Regions from separate parts of the Mus musculus genome. Here region 1 is linked to region 2. A link is a contact called in public HiChIP or PLAC-seq data. All regions are on one chromosome and are shown on one strand. The core of a region is the stretch at or near the end of the contact, and the rest is flanking DNA. Distances in the headings are between cores, read along the strand shown.

What was found. HiChIP or PLAC-seq counts read pairs in DNA pulled down with a chosen protein or histone mark.
Region 1: a contact with region 2 is called in an HNF4G HiChIP or PLAC-seq map of pancreatic cancer cells. The contact joins the enhancer-like site here to the promoter of Aopep in region 2. A contact is called at or near these places in 11 of 39 promoter capture datasets (the 3T3-L1 cell line, the C10 cell line, the HPC-7 cell line and 7 more), 6 of 484 Hi-C or Micro-C datasets (bone marrow-derived macrophages, embryonic stem cells, macrophages and 2 more), 15 of 115 datasets of contacts at active chromatin or transcription factors (Th17 cells, bone marrow-derived macrophages, cardiomyocytes and 11 more) and 5 of 9 other capture datasets (adipose tissue, bone marrow-derived macrophages, embryonic stem cells and 2 more).

The regions. Positions count from the first base shown.
Region 1 is chr13:63,264,854-63,267,916 of GRCm38.p6, reverse strand. The region is part of intron 13 of Aopep (aminopeptidase O); the gene reads right to left. Among named protein-coding and RNA genes, the nearest start is that of Gm16907, 31 kb to the left of the region's middle. Within about 2 kb of position 1,781, at least 10 of the 459 cell types and tissues checked have an H3K27ac peak or open chromatin away from gene starts, as enhancers often do. A contact at or near this core is called in pancreatic cancer cells, where this site is marked.
Region 2 is chr13:62,963,487-62,966,563 of GRCm38.p6, reverse strand. Aopep (aminopeptidase O) reads right to left here and starts at 1,671. Exons shown (of 16, transcript NM_001289926.1): 1 at 1,545-1,671.

The DNA.
Region 1 (3,063 bases), core at 532-3,031, 300 kb before region 2:
GCTACTTCCAGGAAAATGCTTCAATAATTGAACTGTAGGGTGGGCTATATGTCTTTGTAGATCAATATTCCAGCTCTGACTGACACTTACTACACTGGTGTATGGAGCCGATAAGACAGTGGAGGACCCTACACAAGAGGGAGGCTAAGGAAAAGGATGGTGGTTGGGGGGTGGGGGCAACCAGTAACTTATAAACCTCCTACAGACATATGAGTTGATGTAAAGATGGCAGACGCCTCATTTCTTCCCTTAGGAGACATAATCTGAGCAGCTGGCATGTCTGTAGGGACAAATGCTGGAAGCTGAGGGCTATTTAATCCTCCGATCCCTGAACTCTGTCAAAACAAATTCAACTTAATGCTCCCCCCACCCCCGGCCACATTTGTTTACCTTTATCAGACAATCCTCAATGGCCAACTGTTTCTGAAGAGCAAGACTCCAATAGCACAGAGAAATCTGATGGACCCCAAGCAACCCTCCCATGACATTCTATTAAGTGTTTTAGTTCACAGATAGACAACCTCAGCTGGTCCCTCAGACTCCTGCCTATCTAGGAAGCCCACGGTAACCCCTCTTTCAGTCCTAAAGTGGGTCAGTTCTCCACATGAATTCCAGTGGTGCCTTGGTCTAACAAAGTCCTGCCCAGACAGATGTAACCTGGATTCCATGAGAAGCCTCTGAGAGCAAGCATCTTCTGGAAAAGGTGAGTGGGAATGGCCCAGAAACCCAGCATCTAGGATAGCTTCACAGACTAAGCTTGCTGTTTGCCAGCAAGAGGTCCAACGGCTAAGGATCTTGATGCAGCGCTACTTAAAGGAACAAGGCCAGCCAACAATGCTCCTTGAGCAGAAATCTCTGCAGAGTGTTGTGCCTGCACCATAGAAGCACTAGTTACTTTACAATAAGGGAGGCTATTTACAGCTCTCCTGTCTCCATTTCCCAGAAGTGTCCACCAGTCTCCACATGGGCAGGTAGTGCTATAGTTGCCAAAAGCTGTACTGTGTAAGTTCTGTCATTACACATTTTGTCACTTTATTCCAGTTTGGGTGTGTGCTTGTTGTACTCAGATTTACAATGTATACAAGTTGCCTAGAAAGCAAAGCCCCACATTCAGCCTAGTGCAGGATAAGCTACAGCCCACTAGAAATCAGCAGGCTCCCTACTATAGTATGGAGGGGATTCCCATTCACCCCATTGCTCCTGTTTGATGCTACCTAGTTTTCAAGGGAGTTGGTGTAACTGAAAAGAAGCAAGACCCTTTCCCCATCTGTCCAGAATGCACTTTACATTTAGGAAATCCATGTGTTTTTATGTGACTTAGTTGTGGCTCACATGGCAAGTATCTATGGACAGCCCCTCCCATATTGGTCAGCTTTCACCGAGAGTCCAGTGAAGTTTAAACATGTCTAAGGTGCTCTCCTACCACATCTCTGACTCATGGTTATAAGATGTCAGTGGCAGAAAGCTGGTCAGAATCAGCAAGAACCACCAACTGAAGTTGGCTTGTGAAGCCTTAGGAGGTCTGAGGTTGCTCTGAGGGAGTGGGTTCCCCTGTCCCATGGCATCCCACCTGGGACACGGCAGCTCCTAAGCATGGCCTGCCTCTCCCTAGCAGAGCAGCTAGCTGTAAGCCAGTCATGTTCCTGGGTCTCTCATTCCACGCTGGAGAGTGGGAATGCGTCTCCCTAGCTCCTCTAGCAATCTCTTGGAAGAAACTGCCCAGAACAGAAGAGGTCATGTTTATTCACAGACCTGGGAGTGGGAGGGATGTACTGCCCCAGGGGAAGCTACAGTTAAGTTCCCCGGGGAAGACCTGAACTCAGCGTGTGGTAGTATCTAACAGCCTCTGTATTATGCCATAATCTCAGATGGAAAAAGTCTACAGAGTGTATCTGAACATAGATGTGCACCTGATGACTTTCACATCATCCAGCAAAGAACTCGGATCAGCTTTCTGGTTAAACAAAGGGTAGCTTTAGGGAGAAACCTGCAGACGTAAGGTCAAGAGTACAGAACAGAAAACCTTCCTCTTGAAAATTGTGACAAAGGCATTAGATGAAGTACAATTTTCATTTCCCCTGAGATTTTGCAGAGCAGTTACTTTAAACCATGCTGACCCTTGCGATCTGGGTCCTTTAAGAAAGGTCGAGCCTGGGCTTTCTAATGCTCATAGCCCCTTCTTAAGTCAAAGATAGCATATTACATTGTGATGTTCAAATCCTAAGCAACTCACTTTGAAAGGCTTTAAGAAATTGTTAATAACCCACAAAGGGAACCCCAATTCTCCTGCAACCTGGTGCTCCTCCGAAAGTGGTACATTCAGAACTTATAACCTACTGACTTGTTAAGAGCTGGACTTTGAAGGGGACCTCAAGGTCAGAGCAGGGGAGCTCAAGAGGGGCTCAAGACATACACACACAAGTAACATTATAAGGACTGAGCAGGCTGTACTTATATGTAACATATATGTACATACATGTAACAACGCTAAGAATTTAAGACAGTATGTAACAAAGAAAAAGAGGTCATAGGTCTGAGACAGCACAATGTGAGGTGACAGGAAGGGCGGGAGTTAGTGAATGAAAGAGGGAATGGAGTAGTATTTTAATTTGAAACAATAAAATAATATTAAAAAATTAATACCTTTAAGGGTGATAAAGACTTTCCTCCCTGACCACTGTTATGGCCATTTTAGGGGCAGCTGCTCTTAAGGAATTCGTTTAAAACTTAGGGTTTTCTTCCTATAAGCAAAGATTAAAAGCAAGTAAGGCTTGCAAGATAAATTATGTCTCCATGAACTATGATTTCATACTTTAATTAACTATGTTTACAGATGTCCCTCTGAGAAGTTCACTGGCAAAGATCTTTAAAAAGCCATCAGTGGAAGGTTCCAGCCATCTTCAAGCTCAGAGTAACCCACATGCCCACGGGTGAGGGTGGTGTCTCTGTGTTCACAACATACAAGTTCCTAAAGCCATTTTAATTAGCCGCAGCAAAGACTTGGGGAGACTGGAACTATAACAGTCCCACGAGCCTCTGTATTCAAAAGGACCAACCCAGTCT
Region 2 (3,077 bases), core at 422-2,921:
CAATTAAAGATAAGGGTGCTTTCGCTCTTCTCTCTCTCTCTCTCTCTCTCTCTCTCTCTGTGTGTGTGTGTGTGTGTGTGCGCGCGCGCGCGCGTGCGCGTGCCTGTAGGAAGAAGACATGTTTCCAGATGTCTTAACTTTAAGAATATGAGAATTTACAACATATTTACAAAGTATCAAAATAGGGGCTTAAGAGGCAGCTCAGTGGGCTGGAGAGATGGCTCAGCGGTTGAGAGCACTGACCACCGACTGCTCTTCCACTGGTCCTGGTTTCAATTCCCAGCAACCACATCGTGGCTCACAACCGTCTGTAATGGGATCTGGTGTCCTCTTCTGGTGTGTCTGAAGAGAGCACTGGTGTACACATATACATAAAATAAATAAATGAATCAAGAAGAAGAAGAAGAAGAAGAAGAAGAAGAAGAAGAAGAAGAAGAAGAAGAAGAAGCAGCTGCTGCTGCTGCTTCGGCGGCATCTCAGGCTGAAAACCACCTGCTGTGTAAGCACGAGGACGCAAGTTCGGTCCCCAGAACCTGAGTGGAAAGTTTCAGGTCTGTGATTCCAGTGCTGGGGAGATAGAGGCGGGCATTTTCAAGAGTTGCTGGCTAAACCAATCTACCTGGCAAGCTCTAGGCCAGTGAGAGAACCTGTCTCAAAAACACATAAACAAAAAACGGTGGCCAGCATCTATGAAACCACAGTTGATGTTATCCCTTGTCTCCACATGCGTACACGTATTGCACACGTGCATGTGTGTGTTACACACACAATTCATATGGTCAGATGGGTGAATAAACGTATGGAATCACATATGACTAATGTAAAAAGCCTGGAATTTGACCACTGATGGTGGTTATTTTTAAAGGGGAGGAAGAGGAGAGGAGAGAGAGAGACCTTGAAGCCATGCATAACCTTGAATTTAAACTTGCCCTTTGCTTTTGGTTACTGGGAATTTTTCACCCAGTCAATTTGATGGAGCTGAGCCTCAGTTATTTTCTCTGTAAGGCAAACATAATAGTTCATAACTTGCAATACTGCATGAACTAAGGAGACAATGAAATGTAAGTGCAGGGCACAATCCCTGGAGTCTAAAAGACAAGTCGACAGTAAACAATATTATTCTCTGTAGCTCCCAATACGGGACAACCTAATCTTTACCAACTAGGAAATCACTAGCAGCCTTCTCAAATCACACGGAGCACAACACACCCTTCTGAAATGAATGCGCTAGTTGCACGTGGAAACAAAACAAAAGCACGAGGGATCAGAATTGAATTCAGCATCAACACGAGCCCAGTTGTCACCTTTGAAAACAGCTCTAAGCACCGCTCCGCTGGCCGGTGTGGTTTCCGTCTACCATGAGCACCACCTTTGCAGGTAGCGGTCGCCGCAAGTGCTGAGCGCTAATACTGCGGCTACAATTTATGTGACAGCATCCCAAGGGCTCGCCCCAGACAAGTCAGACAGGATCCCACCGCCTCGCTTCACAAGAGGCGAACAGGATCCCACTGGCTCACCACAGGGCAAGACGGATCGGATCCTACCTGCTCACCCCACCAGAGGTCGTGGGTCCGCATAACCCGGAGCGGCTGCTTGACACCGGAGCTGCAGGTTACCTGTCTCAGCTGCGGTGCTGCTGCAGCTACACTTCCGCAGACTCCGGGTTACCACGGGCTACCAGGCAAACACTAATTGCGTCATCAACACGCGCCAGGGTCGGCCGCTTCCCCCTCCCACCCCCTGTAGGCCAGTTCCTCGGCCGCTACTGCGCAGGCGCAGGGCTGCTAGTGGCCACGGTATCAAGACTCCAGACGCGTGAACTACACGCACGCCTCACTGAAATACAAATGTGTCGTTTTTGCCTTTGAGACAGGTCTCTCTGTGTAGTTCTGAGTGGTCTGGAACCTACTATGTAGACCAGGCTGGCCTCGAACTCAGAGATCAGCCTGCCTCTGCTTCCTGAGTGCGCTGTTTATTCTTCATTCCACATTTCTGAAGCATATGATTGGACTTTACATATTCATCCCAGCACAGTGCCTTAAATAAGATCATACTATGCGCCATACAGACAGTTACAGTATCTGCGGCTACAAAAGTGGGCCAGTTGTGCTTGCCTTTGTAGAGACAATCTTTGGTTGAGAAAGCAAGTTCTGAATAGTTCAACAGAATATTCCCTTTTTAAAAATTCATTTAGTATGTGGGGTGGTGTGTAATTGTATGTATGTCTAGGTACACGAATGTACAAATGGACCCCCTTGGAACTGGAGCTGCAGAGATAGTTGTAAGCTACCCCGTGAGTGCTGTACACCAAACCCAGGTCTTCTGCAACAGCAGCCAATGCTCTTAACCACTGAGTTAAGCTGCACCACATCAGCTAATTCTCGTATGGATGTTCTTAGAGGTACACATATGGAAGTAAGTCTCTGAAAAATGGAAGGAAGTCAGAGCCACTTCACTACAGGAGGTCTAATACCCTCTGAGGAGACTCATTTAACTGGGAAGAGAGGGGAAGGCTATAAAGACCTGCGAGCAAAGCAGCTAGAAGGATCAGAAGCACCTAGTACATGCAGCTTGTGGCGCCCTTGAAGAACACAGGGTGAAACCAACAAGGCCCAAAGGCCCCATCCTGCAGCACATTTCTGGGCCACTGTAAGCAAGGAGCGTGGATTCTGTCGCCAGGGAAGAGTGAGTGACAGGAACTAGTTTTGAAACGCAGAGCAGGCTGCTGTGTGTGCTGGGCATGAAGCACACAGAAAGAAGGGACTGGTGAGATGTGATGGAGAAAAATGGATACATATAAAAGGTAATTTGGAAATTGATGTGACAGGTGGGAAGGATTAGATAAAAGTCTAGACAAAAAAAAAAGTTACTGAAAGTGAGTGCTAGAATAGATTTGTTGAACTCTATAGTGAGAACCAGGTTTGTTCCATCTTTCAATCCTGACTTCTTTGCCTTCCTGTTACCCAACACTGTAGGACCACACACACACACACACACACACACACACACAGTTTCCCCTTTCCGTAACTCTTTCCTTCTTGGACTCCTTATGTTACCATCCCCAAGCCTTCAGCAGG